Linked DNA regions of Sus scrofa: region 2 is linked to region 1. The links are chromatin contacts, called in public Hi-C maps. All regions are on one chromosome and are shown on one strand. The core of a region is the stretch at or near the end of the contact, and the rest is flanking DNA. Distances in the headings are between cores, read along the strand shown.

What was found. A called contact is a pair of places that touch in the nucleus more often than the background predicts.
Region 2: a Hi-C map of retroperitoneal adipose tissue shows a contact between it and region 1, with 2.2 times the contacts expected there. The contact joins two enhancer-like sites. A contact is called at or near these places in 2 of 5 promoter capture datasets (fetal skeletal muscle and liver), 23 of 47 Hi-C or Micro-C datasets (alveolar macrophages, brain, embryonic fibroblasts and 14 more) and 1 of 2 datasets of contacts at active chromatin or transcription factors (alveolar macrophages).

The regions. Positions count from the first base shown.
Region 1 is chr7:49,307,288-49,310,191 of Sscrofa11.1, forward strand. The region is part of intron 2 of ARNT2 (aryl hydrocarbon receptor nuclear translocator 2); the gene reads left to right. Among named protein-coding and RNA genes, the nearest start is that of ARNT2, 50 kb to the left of the region's middle. Within about 2 kb of position 1,449, at least 19 of the 83 cell types and tissues checked have an H3K27ac peak or open chromatin away from gene starts, as enhancers often do. A contact at or near this core is called in alveolar macrophages and retroperitoneal adipose tissue, where this site is marked.
Region 2 is chr7:49,609,821-49,612,724 of Sscrofa11.1, forward strand. No RefSeq gene overlaps it. Among named protein-coding and RNA genes, the nearest start is that of CEMIP, 11 kb to the right of the region's middle. Within about 2 kb of position 1,356, at least 3 of the 83 cell types and tissues checked have an H3K27ac peak or open chromatin away from gene starts, as enhancers often do. A contact at or near this core is called in alveolar macrophages and retroperitoneal adipose tissue, where this site is marked.

The DNA.
Region 1 (2,904 bases), core at 199-2,698:
GACCACAGCCCATACACTGAGGACCAAGGAGACCCTGATGGACAGCGCATTCAGCAAAAAACAGGCCACCCCAAGGTGGGGCCCCTGCTCCTGCACAGGGCATGTCTGTCCACACGCCCTGGTCACCGCCTCGCTGCTTTTCTTCCTCTCCGCGAGCAAATGTGGGGCGCAGTTGGAGACACACAGAGGGAGAGAAGGAGAGACAAAGTGGGGGGTGGAGGGAGAGGGGAAACAGGAGGAGGCACAGACCTTACACCCCCCACCCCCCCAGTCCCTGCCTAGGTCCTCCCACTCTGACCTGGTTATTTTGGCGGAGGGAACATGTCCCAGCTTCCCAGGATAACCACCCAGGCCGCCCCAGTGTCTCCGAGCCGAGTAGAACTGACCCCTCGTGGGGTTTGGATCCCCGGCCACATGCCTGGCCCGATGCCCTGGATCCTCTGGGCTGAATGTTCTTTCCACTCCCCGGACAGCCTTCCCCAGTCGGCGTCTTAGCCAGCTGCGTGCTCTGCTAGCAGTGGGGACACAAGGTGAAGGTTCAGAAGTTTCAGATTCTTTGAAAAGTGATTCCACATGTGTGAGAGAAAAGAGCAGAAGCAAGTCACCTGGACTGCATCTTTGTCAAGAATGCCCTGATCTCAGGGAGGGGATGGGGGGGGGGCACCCACAGGGCCCATGGATGCCTTTTTTTCCCTTTTTTTTTTTGCCTTTTTAGGGCCGCACCCACAGCATATGGAGGTTCCAAGGCTAGGGGTCGAATCAGATCTGCAGCTGCCAGCCTACACCACAGCCACAGCAACACCAGTTCCGAGCTGCATCTGCGACCTACATCACAGCTTATGGCAGCGCTGGATCCGTAACCCACTGAGCGAGGCCAGGGATTGAACCTGCGTCCTCATGGATGCTAGTCGGGTTCATTAACCGCTGAGCCATGAAGGGAACTCGCACATGGGTGCTTTTACAGTGACTGGGAAGTGGCTGTGATTAGATTAGACAGCGGCTGTGCCCCAGAGCCAGCCCTTAAGGAGGGAGGAGGGAGGCTGTGGTACCTGGATGTACCAGCACCTTCCCACTGCCTTGGAATCAAATGCTGGGCTTCTCAAATATCATTCTTGAGGCAGACGGTTTCCAAAGTGTGCACAGCCAGCAGACTGGTATTGCCCTCCGGTGTAACCCCACGGCTGCTGGACTGTGGTTAAATACAGTTCACAGCACATAAGCAGGTATTCGGCTGGGTTTGCATTTATGCCGTGATGTCGCTATAGCCCCAGCCGCCTGATCCAGGCTCTGAAGAAAGGACATTTGCCGGCACCCATGTCACTTCCCTTTTTGTCAGCAGATATTATGAGCTGGCCCGGGGTCACTCCTTTGCTGCTGCTCTAGAGCCAGCCTCACTGGCACGGCCTCACATCCTTTCTCATGAGAGCACAAGTGAATCGCTTGGTGACTCATCGTTGATGATGCATCATTATTATTATGACACAGTCACTGTAGGGCAGATTCACATCCCTCACTCTTAACCAGGGGCAGGCTCCGAAGTGACTTGCACAGCTTTTTATTCATGTAAATTGACGGGTAAAACGCATTTCAAACCACCGTTGGAGGACTCTTTTGTTATCCACTTATTGTACCGAATTCTTTAAGGTGAACACAACGGGACTTAAAAGTCATATTTTGATTTTTCCTTTTTATTATCCAGATGTTTCAGTGTAGTTGAGACACAGAAAAGACATAAAATAAGAGATGATTTACTCAGAGGTTTTATAGCAGAAGAAATAAACATAGCTATTGCGGTCATGTTCACAGCGGCGCATTTGCCGTGGTGGCAGAAGACCCGGAGGCAGCCTTTTGCAAGCACTCCTCCAAAAGCTCCTTTGTCCTCAGAAGCTGATTTTCTCTGTGTGGCCTGTGAGCAGTGAGCCTGCTTTGGGGGTCAAGTGAGTGACCCTGAGGATTTGTTATGTCCTGACTTCTCTCCTGAGTCCATCTCCATGTCACACTTTTCAGAAGGACGAGATGTGACTGCAGCATCTGCACAGCCGGGAAGGCACAGTTTTGTGGTCCCTAATTTTTCACAGACAAATCCTGCTACGTTTTCCACAGCCCCTAGAAAACTCTGGCTCCAGAGCCCAGCCATCCTCTCTTATACCCTCTGCTCAGGTGGGCTGACCTGGTCCCAGCTGGGACCAGTTGCCCTGTGCCTCACCTCCCCATCTGCCTGCTGCATGAGGACCGGGCACAGACCTGAGCTGTCCTTACGGAAACCACGGGGACCAACTATCTGTGTAGTTGGCCCGGGACTTTCCCAGGTTTAACACTGAGGTCCTCTACCTCACGAATCCCTCAGTCGGGGAAAATCAGGACGATTGGTCACCCTAAATGCCCCAAAGATCATGCAGGCTGAGGAGGAACCGCTGACTAATAAATGGCGTCTCGCAGGAGCCAGATTATCACACTCATATCAATTTGAGCTGAAAGGCATTTTAAAGATAACTGTACATCTCACACCCACTTGAGGTTTTGCTCAAGGCTTGCATAAATCCATTGGAATTTTGAAAATGCGATTTCTTTTTCTTCACATGCAACTGTTGACAGCCCAGGGTATTATTAAGCCTCGTGTCCACAGCAGAGTCGCTCTTACCCATGATGAACACTGGGTGGCAGTGTGGTTCTGCGGCTCCGCAAAGGCACAGTGCTCCCCGAGCAGACTCTTTGGTGCTTATCTCCCAGGTGTCATTTTCAGGAAAGGTGAGGCGGTGGCTTAGTAACTAAGCAGAAAACTGATGACTTGACTTCATTTAGAAATTCATGTGTTCAGCCCACATCTTCCCACAACACAGACAATTGTGCAGCTGCTGTCTGGTGCCTGGTCGCCCTGTCTGTATTGTAGGAGGTGCATGGTTG
Region 2 (2,904 bases), core at 106-2,605, 300 kb after region 1:
AGCATTCACTGCTCATTCCTCCAAAGACGTACAAATGACCAGCAAGCACATGAAAAGACGCTCAAGGTCACTAACCATTAGGGAAACACAAATCCAAACCTCGATGAGGAGTTCCCATCCTGATGCAGCAGAAACGAATCCGACTAGGAACCGTGAGGTTGGGGGTTTGAACCCTGGCCTCGCTCAGGGGGTTAAGGCTCCGGCATTGCCGTGATCTGTGTAGGTCACAGAAAAGTCTCATATCTTGCGTTGCTAGGCTGAGGTGTAGGCCGGCAGCTACAGATCCGATTTGACCCCTAGCCTGGGAACCTCCACATGCCGCAGATGAAGCCCTAAAAAGCAAAAAAAAAAAAAAAAAAAAAAAAAAAAAATTAAAAAAAAAATAAATATTTAAAAAATAAAACCTTGGAGTTCCCGTCGTGGCGCAGTGGTTAACGAATCCGACTAGGAACCATGAGGTTGCGGGTTCGGTCCCTGCCCTTGCTCAGTGGGTTAACGATCCGGCGTTGCCGTGAGCTGTGGTGTAGGTTGCAGACGCGGCTCGGATCCCGCGTTGCTGTGGCTCTGGCGTAGGCCGGTGGCTACAGCTCTGATTCGACCCCTAGCCTGGGAACCTCCATATGCTGCGGGAGGGGCCAAGAAATAGCTAAAAAGACAAAAAAATAAAAATAAATAAAAAATAAAAATAAAAAATAAAACCTTGATGAAACATCCCTTCACACCCATTAGGATAGCCACTATTAACAAAACAAAACAAAAAACAAAATCACAAGGATTGGCAAGCATTTTTAGGGATTGTACACTATTGGTGAGAATGTCAAATGATGCAGAGACTTTGAAAAATAATATGGCATTTTTCAAAAAATTAAAAAGAGAACTACCAGAGTTCCCACTGTGGCTCAGTGGTAAAAAATCTGACTAGTATCCATGAGGATGCGGGTTCCATCTCTGGCCTCATTCAGTGGGTTAAGGATCCGGCATTGCCCTGAGCTGTGGTGTAGGTTGCAGACGTGGCTCAGATCTAGTATTGCTATGGCTATGGCGTGGGCCAACAGCTGCAACTCCGATCTGACCCCTAGACTGGGAACTTCCATTGCTGCAGGTGCAACCCTAAAAAGCAAAAAAAAAAAAAAAAAAAGAGAGAGAGAGAGACAGACAGACAGACAGAGAGAGAACTACCATATATGACACAACAATCCCACTTCTGCATATATAGCCAAAGGAATCAAAAGCAGGATATTGACGAGATCTTTGTACACTCATGTTCATTGCAGCATTATTCACAATAGCCAAAAAGTCCCACATGTCCATCAGCGTATGAAGAGGTAAGCAATATGTGGCATATCCATAGAATAGAATGTCACTCAGCCTTAAAAAGAGAAGTCCTGACTTGCATGAAACTAGAGGACATTATGCTGAGAAGAATAAGCCAGTTGCAAAAAAAGATGACTCTTGTACGCCTCCTATTTAACAAGTGGTCAGATTCATAGAGTAGGAAGTAGAATTGTGGTTGGGGGAACAGAGCGGGGGGGGGGGAACAGGGAGCTGTTATTTAATAGACACAGAATTTCCTTTTTGCAAGATGGAAAAGCTCTGCAGACAGATTGCACAACAGTTTGAATATATTCCGAACACTGCTGAACTGTACATTTTAAACTGGTTAAGATGGTACATCTTACCACGATTAAAAAAAAAAACAGAATTCCTGTTTGGGCTCAGCAAGTTAAGAACCCAACATAGTGTTCATGAGGATGCAGGCTCAATCCCTGACTTCACTCAGTGAGTTAAAGGATCCAGCATTGCCAAAAGTTGGGGTGTAGGTCACAGATGAGGCTTGGATCTGGTATTGCTGTGGCTGTGGTGTAGGTTGGCAGCGGCAGCTCCAATTCGACCCCTAGCTTGGGAACTTCCATATGCCACAGGTACAGCCTTAAAACGAAAAAAATCACTACAAAGAAATTACAGCTAGAGCCTCCCTTCCAAAACAGATGTCAAAACATGATCTTCCTCTGAGTTTCCTGGTGGCCTAGCAGTTAAGTATCCAGCATTGTCACTGCTGTGGCTCAGGTTTGATCCTTGATTCAGCTTTCTGCTCAAAAATCACGCACTTGGAAAGGTCTTTCCCATTTCCCTATAAACATAGTCTCCATCACCACCACTCTCCTGCCCACCCTTACTCTGATTGATTTTCCTTTTACGTTTGCTTTTATTAGTATTTCACTGCCTATTATCCCAGTACCACTGGAGTGTAAATGCCACTGGATCAGAAATACAGTCGTCTCATCAGCTGCTGTATTCCTGGTGCCTTGAGCACCTCAATAGAATAATAGGCGCTCCACAAATATTTGTCCACAGATGGAATAAATTTTGATTACTTAACTATAGCATCTGTTGTACAATAACCTGTTTTCAGAAGGTGAATAGAGTAAACATGATTTGTCTTGGTTCTAGATGTTAGGGAATCTTTCTCCAAAGATCAACTAATTCATTTTTATTTCCACAATACCATTGGGAGCAGAGTGTGTTTAGTCGGCAGCTCCATATTTGCATTTCAGGAAAATTAAGGCACTGCTCAAAGAGTTCTCTTCATCTCTTTTCTGCCTGGCAGACGTAAAGCCACCCTTCACGAGTCAAATGTCAAAACAGAAAAATGTTGGGAGTCCCCATTGTGACTCAGCAGTAACGAACCTGACAAGTATCCATGAGGACATGGTTTCGATTCCTGGCCCCGCTCAGTGGGTTAAGGATCCGGCATTGCTGTGAGCTGTGTTGTAGTTTGCAGATGTGGCTTGGATCCCACGTGGCTGTGGCTGTGGTGTAGGCTGATGGCTACAACTCAGATTTGACCTCTAGCCTGGGAACTTCCGTATCTCAAGGGTGTGGCCCTAAAAAGACTAAAAAATA